3 separate regions of the Mus musculus genome follow, and all the other regions are linked to region 2. Evidence: chromatin contacts called from public HiChIP or PLAC-seq and promoter capture Hi-C data. All regions are on one chromosome and are shown on one strand. Each heading gives the region's core, a stretch centred on a gene start, on an enhancer-like site or on the middle of the called end of the contact. The rest is flanking DNA. Distances are from core to core; before and after follow the strand shown. Region 1 has its middle 5.2 kb from the start of Gm35541. Region 2 holds the start of Cdx2 (caudal type homeobox 2). Region 3 holds the start of Flt1 (FMS-like tyrosine kinase 1).

Region 1 (3,930 bases), core at 226-2,725, 450 kb before region 2:
CAACACTCCATAGTGCCACCCCAGGCTCTAGACACTGCCAAATGTCCCCTGAACTGAAAACTGTCCCCCCCTTTGCCCCCTCATCCCATTGTCTACCCACCAGGTATATCCCATCCTGCATGAAGGTTTATACATGTATGAGTGTGTACACCCACATCAGCTGTGAGCCTCTCTGAATGTGACTCTCTAAAGGCTGACTCAAGACAGGGTGGAAAAGTGATGTCATACTTGTGTGACAGGCTGATCCTCAGGTCTCTGGCTTTGACAAACACATAGCTAGGAACTCGGACTTCAAGTTTGGAAGGGGAAGGGACCAAGTATAGTTTGAACTTGAAGGCAGTAGGCTACCTATAGCATGACTGGAAGGCCCATGAATGTTTAAGTGCCACCTGGATTGAGATACTCAATCTGCTAGTCCTATCAAAGTCAAGGGCATAGATAGCTACAGCTGTCTATGGACAGTACTATGAAAGAAAAGGGCTGATTAAAAGGGGGGGGGAACTTTCACCTTCAGGGGGCACATGAAGCATGAGACAGGTCAAAGGAATCTAGAGGTACATCCAACAAGGAAGGAGGAGCAGCAGGGGGCGGGGCAAAGCTATGGAAACAGGAAACTTTTTATCTAAAAAGGAAATGTACCTCCCTTGGGCTGTTAGTAGACTCAACCTCGCAAGGACAGAAAGCATCCATAATTTAGCATTAATACTCTTACATAAATGTGTTAAGAAAAGCTCCATCCCATTGTACCTGTTCAGAGTGGTTGTGCTTAAGGCCCTTAGAGCATGAGCCACTCTGGGAGCAAGTTAGCATCCAGGCTAATGGACCAGGGTAGCACCTCACATCCATTAGGATGGCTATGGCAAAGAAGAGCAGAGGAAAGGAAATAGAAAACAACGAACACCGTCAAGACGTGACGAGATCGGGATGTACGTGTGCCATGGTGAGAGTGGATCAAGTTGCAGCCATTTTGGAAAACCAATATGGAGATCCTTCAAATAATTAAAAGAATTATCCTATGGCTTACACCTTTATTTCCTGGTCTAACCCTCCCCGCTCCCCCAATTCCAAATAGATGCTCAAAGAATTATTACTATACCATGTCTGTAGCTGTCTTAGAACAGCCAAGCAGCTCATGTGCCATAGATAACGGGGTTACACATACCTTGGAGTATTAATCATCCACATAATATGGATGAGCTTGCAACACACTGTGCTAAGGGAAACGGGGAAGTAACAAAAAAGCAGACCCTATACAAATCTGCCCTTATGAGCTACCTATAGGAATCCATTTCCTGGAATTGGTGGGCAGGATCTGGGGGGCGGGGAGGTGGGGGAGGAGCGGGGAGTTGGTGTTTAATGGGGTCAGTTTCAGTTTAACAGGGGAGAAAGATTGCTCAACAGTATAAATATAGCTAGCACTGCTGAAAATGGTTTAAAAGAGAAAGGAGAAGGAAGAAGAGGAAGAGGAGGGTGGATGTCTTGTGGAAGAGCTCACTTGATGAAATGAAAGTGAAGTAATCAAGGCTCTGAATACAAACTGACATATTGTCCTGTCTGTCTGAAGCCCGCTACAGTCTTCCCGGGATTTGTGGTGGTAGGCTATTTCAACTGGAGCAGGATATTCCACGACCTGCTTGTTCTGTAGATGCTTGCTGGATTGGAGATGCGAAGGAAACAGGGATGCTGCTTTCACTTTGAGAATCTCCCGCTGCTGCGCACAGAACTCCCAGCCTGGGCTTCGTTTCTACAGATGTTATCTGCTAAGCAGTGATCTCTCACTCATTAACCGTCCTTTATTAGGTCCCATTCAGAGGGGCTCCAGGCTTCCCACTGCACATGCGTGCATTTGTGTGCTGACCAATATCGGTTGCTTCAGGACCAAGCAGCAGAACCCTGAGTGATTTTTGCCACGTGCTGACTGTGAAGACCCTCCAACAAGGTCTGCACCTTCCATGGCCAAGTTTGTGGCTGGGAGTTTCCTGAATGAGTAAGAATTCCTCAGAAAGCCTCCTAGGCTGTGGAGGCTGCTCCTTGTAGCCTGACCACGCCCTCCCACGCCACCAGCAAACGACCAGGAGGAGGAGTCTGGCTTCTGGTTTCGCTTCTGGGCAATTTGATGGAAGTTCACTGAAGAGTGATTCCATGTAAATTATCAAAAGGCAGCGAGCTATTAAGATGTGATAAGGAGGCTGAGGGAGATGGCTCAGCATTTAAGAGCACTCAATGCTTGCTCTTGCAGAAGACCAGGTTCAGTTCCCAGCACCTAACACGGCAGCTCACAATCGTGACCCCAGTTCCAGGGGATCTGACGCCCTCTCTGGCCTGCATAGGTATTGCATGTACATGGTACACAGACATACATGTAAGCAAAACACCCACACATGTAAAATAAAAATAATCTTTTTAAAAATGATAATGAGGTTAATTTTAAAACCAGGTTTCTGGATATATAGACATAGACATAGACATAGACATAGACATAGACATAGACATAGACATAGACATAGACATAGACATAGACATATAGACAGACATAGACATAGATATTTTTTTTTCTGAGACAAAGTCTCACTCTGTAGCTCTGGCTGTACTGGAACTCACTATGTAGACCAGGCTGGCCTCAAATTCACAGAGATCTGCCTACTTTTGCCTCCTGAGTGCTGGAATTAAAGGCACGCTCCACTATGCTCAGCCGTTGAAGTACAATTTTTGTTTTGTTTTGTTTTGTTTTGTTTTGTTTGTTTGTTTGTTGCTTTTGTTTTTGAGACAGGGTTTCCCTGTTTAGCCCTGGCTATCCTGGAATTTGTTCTGTGAACCAGGCTGGCCTTGAACTTAGAGACCTGACTGCTTCTGCCTCCCAAGTTCTGGGATTAAAGCCATGCACCACTACTTAGGCCTGGCTTGAAGTACTCACCCTTTTAGGAGCTTAGGCCTGAGTTAGTTTACACAGTCACATTAACCCTACCGCAAGCGGAATACAAACTATTTCTTAAACACTTCTACCATGACGCTTCCCTGTCAATCCCTCTATGCACCCCTGGCTCCAGGAAAACAATAATCCGATGTTTGTGTCCATAGCTTTGCCTTTTTTCAAATGCCTCATAAATGCAATCCCAGGTCTGTGCCTTCAGTGTTTCATTTCTCTCATTCAGCATAATGCATTAGAGAGTCACCCATGGTATTGCATGTAGCAGCAATTTTCTCCTTTTCCCTGTAGAATAGCAGTCCTCTGCTGCATGGACATACCACAGTTTATCTACCCATCAACTGACAAACATCTTATTTTGTTTCCAGTTCCGGCACTGTGGATATTGCCACCACAAACATTTTCCCGTGTGTCTTTGTATAGAAATAAGCATTTGTTCCTCTTGGAATAAATGCCTTGGAATAGAAGAGTTGGGGTGGGGCACTTGTGTGTATGTTTCAATTTATAACAAGCCGCCAAATTGTGAAGGTGACCAGTTCCTTTGGCATTCTTAACAGCAATACATATGCTTCCCGGTTATCCTGTGTCCTGGGCAGCCACACGACAGAAAGCTTTGAACAAATCTCAGCATCTTGCTTGTCCAAAACCTGCCATACTCCTTTCTTCTCCTTCAGGTTCCAACTAGGAGAATCTTTCATGCTAGGTAAGAGGTTAGTCTTGAGTTCTAGCCTCAGCCTTGAATTTGCTGATATCCCTGAATACGTACTGAGTCATCAGAATGACTTAGCTGTCTTTACAACCTGGGCGATGGAACCCAAGACCTGAGATGCTAGGCCAGCATCTCTACCACTAAGCTAATGTCCAGATCCACTAGTTCTGCATAGCTTGAGATATCTTGTCATCTAGTCTGGGGGACTAGAGATTTTAATTTTTTAAAAAGAATTATTTATTTTATTTAAATGAGTACACTGTCGCTGTCCTCAGACACACCAGAAGAGGAAATC
Region 2 (3,990 bases), core at 672-3,171:
TTCCTGGTCCTTCCTTCTGGAATGAGGTTTGGTTCCTCCAACCTCTCACCCACCCTCAGGTTTATTTCTTGGAAAGTAAGATGACACCCTTGCTGTTCCTGCAAGGTACCTGGGAGGGCTTTAAAGAGGAGCAACAAGGGTCCTTGGCTTCTTGAGGGACAGCTCTTGAAGATCAAGCCACCCCCCCACCCCCACCCCGGTTTTAACCCTTCTTACAAAACACAGACTGTCAGGAGGATGTGCAAGTTTCCATAGCTGTAAGAAATGCAAGAGGTGGGAATTGAGGGGATAAAGGAGCCTGGACAAGTGCCCCCAAGAAGGACACACGAATGGACACACAAGTGCAGGGCTCCAGGCAGGAGAGAGCATTGTCAGCATCCTTGGGTTGCAGACACCATCAGCTACAGCAAAGCGCGACTGTCCAGCGAGGACCTGGGTAGTTTGGAACGTCATGTCTGAAGTGGCAGCCCCAATCTCATCAAGCTGCCTTTGCAGACAGACCAAAGTCTCAAGAGAAAAGGGCCAAGGTTGGCTTTCTCCCACACCCAAAGGTTCTCCTGTAGGGTTCCAACCTCAGCCTTGGCTCAGAAAAGTATTTTCTTCCGTAGCAGTAATGAATAGCGACAACGGTGGATTCATTCCGTGGGATGAAAAGCAAATTTCTGCAGAGAGAGCTTTCACTTTATAAAGGACAGAGTGCTGTTTTAAACTAATTTAATGCTTTAATATTTATTTTATTATTATTTATGGGTATGGCTGTTTTTGACTGCATGTATGCCTCTGTATCACTCACGTATGGTGGCTGGACACCAAAAGAGGGTGTCATATCTACTTGGGCTGGAGTTCTGGAGTTTTGAGCCCACCAAATGGGTACTGGGAATTGAACATGGGTCCTCCGCAAGAGCAGGCAGTGTTCTGGCTGAGCTATCTCTCCTCAGAAGAAAGTGTTTTAAGCATGACATAAGACAAGAATAACTAGATAGGTGTCAGCACAAATACTTCCCTTGATTAAAACAAAACAAAACAAACAAACTCTTAAATACACTCAGGAAAAACACAAGTGTAATTGTGGAAGTTTCAAACCGAATACGTCGTGTAATTAGCATTTTGCTTAAGGGAGAGAAATATATCAGGATCCCAGCCATCCACTAATTACTGCCTTCCATATCGTGGGTCCAGTTGTTGGCTTTGAAGAGGGTTTCGATTGTTTAATGTAATAGTTTTTAAAAATGAATTGCTTTCCTTGAACTTAAATCTTAACTGTAAGACAAATCCTGGGGTGGGGGGCGCAACCTGGAGGTAGAATCGTCTTTTCTCTTTTGTAGAGGCCGAGTGGTTTCCTTTGACAAGGAAATAAATGTATTGCTGAGGGTTGTCCGACCGTCCGTCCGTCAGTCTCCTCCTGGTTCTCAGAGCGGGAAGGAATAGCCTTCACCGCAGCTCTACAAGCCACCTACCTCCTGGGTTGGTCAGAAAGCTCTTCAAAGCAATGACTTCCCTCCCCCCCCCCCCCTTTCTTGACCACCTTCTGCCTGAGAATGTACGAAAGGCTGCGCCCGCCCGTTTCCAAACCCAGCTTCCCACCAAGCCTGCCTTTCTGGACTTCCCAAGGCGTTTGCAAGTCTCTTCATTTCAGTCTTTGAACCTGTGATTGGAGGTTAAAGTGCACCCAGGTTGGAAGGAGGAAGCTCGTAGCTAGCAAGAAGGGCCTGAATATTCAGCTGTGATCTGGTCGCTGCCCTCTCAGGAGCGCCCCCCTCCCCAACTTTTAAAATGCAAATCGTGTTTCTGGGGGTGGTGGTGGTGGGGACTGTGTGCGTAGCGCGCTGCGCCTCGACGTCTCCAGCCATTGGTGTCTGTGTCATTACTAATAGAGTCTTGTAAACACTCGTTAATCACGTAAGGCCGCTGGCCTGGGACTCCGCGAGCCAACCTGCGGCGGGTCATCCCCGCCTCTACAGCTTACTGGCAAGGAGGTGGGAGGAAAGAAGGAAGAGAGGGGAGGAGGCAGGACGGAGGGAGGGACTGCCCGGGAGGCAGAAGCTCTGCAAGGAGCCGACGGAGCACCGTGGGCTGAGGTGCAGCCAGCTACCTTTATCTCTAGCCCCCTGCGCCTCGCGCCTCTGGCAGCCTTCAACGTTTGTCCCCAGACAGCATGGTGAGGTCTGCTCTGGGTCCCTCGCCACCATGTACGTGAGCTACCTTCTGGACAAGGACGTGAGCATGTATCCTAGCTCCGTGCGCCACTCCGGCGGCCTGAACCTGGCTCCGCAGAACTTTGTCAGTCCTCCGCAGTACCCGGACTACGGTGGTTACCACGTGGCGGCCGCGGCGGCTGCTACGGCGAACTTGGACAGCGCTCAGTCCCCAGGGCCATCCTGGCCCACCGCGTACGGCGCCCCTCTCCGCGAGGACTGGAATGGCTACGCACCCGGGGGCGCTGCGGCAGCCAACGCGGTAGCCCACGGTCTCAATGGTGGCTCCCCGGCCGCCGCTATGGGCTACAGCAGCCCCGCCGAATACCACGCGCACCATCACCCGCATCATCACCCGCACCATCCGGCCGCCTCGCCGTCCTGCGCCTCCGGCTTGCTGCAGACGCTCAACCTCGGCCCCCCGGGGCCCGCAGCCACCGCCGCCGCCGAACAGCTGTCCCCCAGCGGCCAGCGGCGAAACCTGTGCGAGTGGATGCGGAAGCCCGCGCAGCAGTCCCTAGGAAGCCAAGGTAAGCGGTGCCGGGGCGCGCCCCAGGTCCCGCGTGCGTTGGGGCTGTCGCGGGCTGTCTGCCAGCTCCTAGCCAGGACAGGAGAAGGGGCAAAGGGGGAAATACAGGTGGATTCATCCCAGGAGTGTATATTTGTGTCTCGCTCCCCCAGGTTTGTTTAGGGCAGTACCCCATTGGCAACCTCGGGACGCCTTCGGAAGCTCCCGGTAGTGTCCTAAGCACTGTCGCCCGCCGCGAGCTGAATCGTGCCCTTGAGTTGGCTGCCTCCCGCATTCCTTACACCGTTCCTGGCCGAGAGGGTCGGGCCGCTTGGATTCTCTTTGCCGTGCCTACTCAACTTAGCTACCTGCTTTTCTTCTTCCATCTGAGGTACCCCCCCGAAAGGGCCAGGGAGTGTGGAGGCTGCGCCAGGATCAGTTTGGCCATTAGGGTCTACTGAAGGGGTCGGTGCTGCTGCGAGCACAGACGCCGCGGTGCGCCCCTGGAGAGAAGGCGGAGCCCCCCAGAAGCCTCGGAGGAAGTGGGGGAACTCCAGGGTCCCTGACTCTTCCCTCTCTCTGCCAAGCAAAGTCTCTCATAGAAATCCTCTCTTAGCATCACAGCGGACTCGGCTTCTTAAGAAGGTTTCTTCCTGACCCTTCCCTTCTAGAATCTCGTGTGTCTGAGAGTGTTGTGTGTTGGATTCGGGAGATTTTTCACGAAAGACCCGAGATTGCCGGTCTGTGGGACTCACAAGCTCTGTTTGCCCTTTCTGATGTCCGGATGTGTATAGGAGTGGGAAGGAAGTGAGCAAAGTGTGACAGGGAGTGGTACTAAGAGTCCCCCCTTTTTTGTTGTTCCGTGAAGCCTTCTCCAGCTCTTTGAGCTTCCGCTTCTCTGGATTTGCTCCTTGTTGGCACAGCCAGGCCACATGCCCGGGTTATGGCCACTTTGAGGAGGTTTATAGCCAATTACAGCCGTATAAATCAGAGCGGCACTTGGGGGCCTGTCGCTGGACACTTCTGCGTCACTGCGCACACCCCGTCAACATCTTGGTGGGCAATGCTGCCGGAGTGAAGTCTCCAGATTAGCCTCCAGTGGGCTTTGACATTGTCATTTCCAGGAGGACTTACTCCTAAACCGGTTCTCCGCATAAACCCTACTTTCCCAAGCCTGCCTGAAAGGTAGTGAGCGGAGGATCGCCGGTAGGGGTCTTAGCCCTCCGAAAGAACTTTTGCGTTCAGGGGGTGGGTGGTCCGAGACTAGGGTCCTGGGAGGGGGAGGAG
Region 3 (4,201 bases), core at 928-3,427, 420 kb before region 2:
AATAACAATAACAACCAATGCAACCTACAAAAGAAATATTGGTGTGGAAGTTGTTGGCTGTAAATTAAAAGTCTGGGGCTTTTCAAAAGAGTTGGAGAAACGTATCGAAAGCCACAGCATATAAACCTTAGCTACTTCAATTACGAGGCCATTAATCTTAGATAATTGAGCGATATTTTAGCATTGTTAATGCACAGCTTAAGTTATAGATGGTTTTGGCTGTCGGTCAAATACCTGTCTGGCTTCATGATCCCATAAAGTCATTGTGGGATCATTTCTGGCAACAAACTCATAAGGATCTCCTTGAGTATTTAAAGACATCAAAATGCCTTTTGAAAACAACGCATTAAACTAAACCTTTGGGGACTGTACATGCAACACTTCCCCCAAGTTGGTAGTTCCCCTCGCTGGTCTTCCCCTACAATAAGCCATGCCCGTGTTTCTGTGCTCATGGTGGGCTTCATACCCCTCTAGAATCGTACACCTCCTTCACGTTGTGTGTCTTGGTTTCTGTCGGCCTGCTCAGCGCAGCACCTCCAGCCTCAGTGGCGATGGGTTTCCAATTGGCAAGCTCTCCCCAGCCCAAACACCTGCCATTGCTTAAAGGGGCTGAGCAGACCTCTTAAAAGATGCGTGGGCGTTAGGATAGCTCTTAGGGGAGACAGGGACAGTTTGACCGTGTGGGTGTGTCAAGACCGTCTGAGGCCGGAGATTCAGCTGGGAGAATTATAACTACCTAGTGCGGGCCATCCTGCATGATTCCTGATTGGAGAGCAATTTGAGGCGCCGGAGGCAGAGGGCAGGAATACTGACCCTAGTGGAAGCTTGTAGAGAAATCAGAATTGGCTGGGGAAGTCCGCAGGTGAGCTTAGGCTCACAGCGGTCTTTCCCTTCTGCTAGACCATGAAGGAGAAAAGGAATCTCACTTGCCCTGGCTCAGAGGCTCCCGGTGCCCTAGTAGAGCTGCGGGTGGTGGTGGCCCAGACTCTCTTAGGAATGAGGCAACTCAGGTTGCGCAACCTTCCCTACCGGAGGTTTAGTCTAGTCCTTCAGGAAAAGCCTCTGGTCCCATTTAGGAGCCATTTTATCACGGGTATCTGGCAGGTTCTATTGAGGCTATTTTTCAAACCTGCAGTATTTACAGGGACAAGACTGGGCTGCTCCGGGGAGGCCGGGACGACTTCAGCCTTCCAGTTAATGGATGCATAATTGAGGAACAACGTGGAATTAGTGTCATCGTAAATGATCTAGTGTCTCAAGTTAATTTCACCCGTTTTTTGTTCCAAGAACATTCGAGTCAGTCATCTTGGCTAGCCGGCTTCCACCAAAAAGATTTGTTTTCCATCCAGCGTTTCAGACCTAGAGTTCAAGTTCTTGGCCCTTACAAGTTGCAGGAGCGTGTCTCACGCCTTGGCTTTTTTTTTTTTTTTTTTTTTTTTTTTTAAGGTAACATGTTATTCCTTGTTTTGCTTCTAGGAAGCAGAGGGTTGAGGAAATGGCTTGGGCGGGTGCATTAATGCAGCCGAAAAAGACACAGACTCCCTCCCTTGGGACCCGCGCGGCCCCGCGCTCTTTCCGAAGGTGCCTGGCAAGGCGTCCGGTTCCCTCGGACGCTCCGGGTCCAAGTGCCTTAAGCGGAGGGTCTCTGGCGCCTTCCTTCGCTGTCTGGCAACAGTCTGGCGGGGTCAGGGACCGGCGGGACCGCTCGGGAGAGGGCTCGACTGCGCCTCGTTCCTCGGTGCCAGGGACACCGTCGCGGGAGGCGCGGCCAGCTTCCCTAGGATAAGACTTCCCGCCCCGGGGGCAGGGCGGTGCACTTAGACGGTCCCCTCCTCAGTTTCGGGCGGTCACCAGAGCTGAGTAAGCTCGGTGGAGGGAGCTGGGTAAGGATTTCCTGAGAGCGATGGGCAGGAGGGGCTGGGGCAGCAGAGCACAGAGCAAGGACCCTGAACCTGCGAACCTGTCCGGCGACCCGCGCGCCTAGCGCCACCGCACGCGCGCTCTGGCCCCCGGGCTACCCGCCCTCGCCGGCCCCCGCCCCTCCGGGAGGAAGAAGAGGGTAGGTGGGGAGGCGGATGAGGGGTGGGGGACCCCTTGACGTCACTGGAAGGAGGTGCCGGGGTAGGAAGTGGGCTGGGGAAAGGTTATAAATCGCCCCCGCCCTCGGCTGCACTTCAGCGAGGTCCTTGAGAGGCTCGGAGCGCGGTGGCGGACACTCCCGGGAGGTAGTGCTAGTGGTGGTGGCTGCTGCTCGGAGCGGGCTCCGGGACTCAAGCGCAGCGGCTAGCGGACGCGGGACGGCGAGGATCCCCCCACACCACCCCCCTCGGCTGCAGGCGCGGAGAAGGGCTCTCGCGGCGCCAAGCAGAAGCAGGAGGGGACCGGCTCGAGCGGCTGCGCCGTCGGCCTCGGAGAGCGCGGGCACCGGGCCAACAGGCCGCGTCTTGCTCACCATGGTCAGCTGCTGGGACACCGCGGTCTTGCCTTACGCGCTGCTCGGGTGTCTGCTTCTCACAGGTGAGGCGCGCCAGGGACCATGAGTTGGAGTTCGGCGGGGATGGGCAGCCACGGGGTGGTCCGGGGGAAGCGAGCTCCGGCGGGAGCCGGGGACACTTGTAGCAGCGGGTACGCCTCGGGACACACGTCTTCCCCTCCACCCCCCAAGTGGGCGCCGCTGGAAGTTGGCATCACCGCTTAGACTCTCCTTAGCTCCACGCTGGGGTCAGAGCCAGAGTGCCTGCCGGGTGTAGCCGGAGCCGCTAGTCCCCTACCGGGTTCCCGGGTAGGCGCTCACTCCTTAGACTCTGGGAGTGCAGATCACCACACGGGTGGACCTTTCAGCATCCAGAGCCTGCTCCTAGGCTGCAGCAGAGTCCTCAAGGGCTAGTTGGAGCAAGCTAGATGTCAGAGAGGCTGCCCGGGGCTGGACAGAGGTGGGGTCGTTAGCGATGAGCTCGCTCCACCAGAGCAAAGGAGGACGAAATTGGGAGGGGTCCCGTGCCCGCGGCGAGCAGATGGAGCCCAGAGAAGGGCCAGCTCTGACTCCCGTACCCGCTTGGGTCCGTCCGGAGGAAGCTGGGGAACGCACAGTCTGCAGGGTTTCTTCCCAGCAGTTCGCGGAGCGCCGTCTCCCGGGTGGGGCCTCCGCGGTGTGGGGCGGGTGTGCGGTCCAGGTCCTCGGAGTGAGTGAGTGACCCAAAGCGACCCGGCAGCAAGTTTTGGAATTTTAAGCCCTACCTTTAGGTTATGAATCTAGAAGAAAAAACAAAAAAACAAAACCACCTGACAATTTAGACTGAAAGCTGTGGTTTAAGTAGTAGGTGAAGTTTGCGACCTCCTAAATCAGCGTTCTCTAGGATATGAAAAGCGCGGGGCGGGGGGGGGGGGGCGACCGATCAGGGGCCGGCAGATTTTAGGAGCATTTAATGTGGAGACCGTCGTCATCCAAGGGTCAAAAAGCTGGAGGGACCTCGGGAACTCTAACTCCAGGTCTGCAGGCGGGAGGTCCCTTTGCGCAGAGACGCATACCAGAGCGTCTTTATTTAAACCAGCGTGGTTGGGAAAGAAGATAGAGACTAAAGAGTCAGGTAGAATAGTAGTGGCCCCAGAAAGAAAGGCAGCAAGGTTTTAAAAGACAGTAAAAATAAGCCTTTTGAAATGGGAAGACTGTACTTCGTTTCAAAGTAATGAACAGGGGTTTATAATTAAAACGGACTAAAATGGCAAAGCCAGAATCCGACGTGGCTGGTTAGGTTCTAAAATAATGATATTAAACGAGTTATTGTATTTTCTATTTCACAAATATTTTCGAAGAGCTGCTTATACGGAAATGCAACCGCTTAGAGAGTTTAAATACTGATTTATTATATAAAGACAAAACTAGCTTAAAAAATTACTGCAAACCCTTAAGTTACAGGGTGGGGGGAACAGGCGTTTTATTGGATTTTCTGCTTGACACATGTCTCTACTTTTTAATTTTAAAGCGTGGTTGGTTTTGGCTAAGCGTAATTTTATCTGTGTTTTCGAACAGTGGAGGCAGATTGAAGCAGTTCAGGGAAAGTGTACAAAGTCGCTTTGCGCCGCTAGCCAGGCGCTGAGCCCCATCAGGTGTTCTAGCCTCGATATTTATTAGTTACCAACGCCCTAACTACCATAATTACCGGTCCTCTCTGTAGCTATCGAGACCAGTGTCTCTATAAAA

The links. Promoter capture Hi-C pulls out the DNA fragments that hold promoters and counts their contacts. HiChIP or PLAC-seq counts read pairs in DNA pulled down with a chosen protein or histone mark.
Region 1: a contact with region 2 is called in an H3K27ac HiChIP or PLAC-seq map of large pre-B cells, with 4 times the contacts expected there. The contact joins the enhancer-like site here to the promoter of Cdx2 in region 2. A contact is called at or near these places in 5 of 39 promoter capture datasets (the C10 cell line, cranial neural crest, hippocampal neurons and 2 more), 1 of 484 Hi-C or Micro-C datasets (embryonic stem cells) and 1 of 115 datasets of contacts at active chromatin or transcription factors (large pre-B cells).
Region 3: a promoter capture Hi-C map of embryonic stem cells shows a contact between it and region 2, with 37 read pairs. The contact joins the promoter of Flt1 here to the promoter of Cdx2 in region 2. A contact is called at or near these places in 11 of 39 promoter capture datasets (cranial neural crest, embryonic stem cells, frontonasal cranial neural crest and 5 more), 16 of 484 Hi-C or Micro-C datasets (B cells, embryonic stem cells and stem cell-derived epiblast-like cells), 10 of 115 datasets of contacts at active chromatin or transcription factors (embryonic hindbrain, embryonic midbrain, embryonic stem cells and 2 more) and 1 of 9 other capture datasets (embryonic stem cells).

The regions. Positions count from the first base shown.
Region 1 is chr5:147,756,401-147,760,330 of GRCm38.p6, reverse strand. No RefSeq gene overlaps it. Among named protein-coding and RNA genes, the nearest start is that of Gm35541, 5.2 kb to the right of the region's middle. Within about 2 kb of position 1,475, at least 97 of the 459 cell types and tissues checked have an H3K27ac peak or open chromatin away from gene starts, as enhancers often do.
Region 2 is chr5:147,305,180-147,309,169 of GRCm38.p6, reverse strand. Cdx2 (caudal type homeobox 2) reads left to right here and starts at 1,921. Exons shown (of 3, transcript NM_007673.3): 1 at 1,921-2,725. The coding sequence starts at 2,188.
Region 3 is chr5:147,723,987-147,728,187 of GRCm38.p6, reverse strand. It overlaps Flt1 (FMS-like tyrosine kinase 1), which reads left to right and starts at 2,177. Exons shown (of 30, transcript NM_010228.4): 1 at 2,177-2,517. The coding sequence starts at 2,454.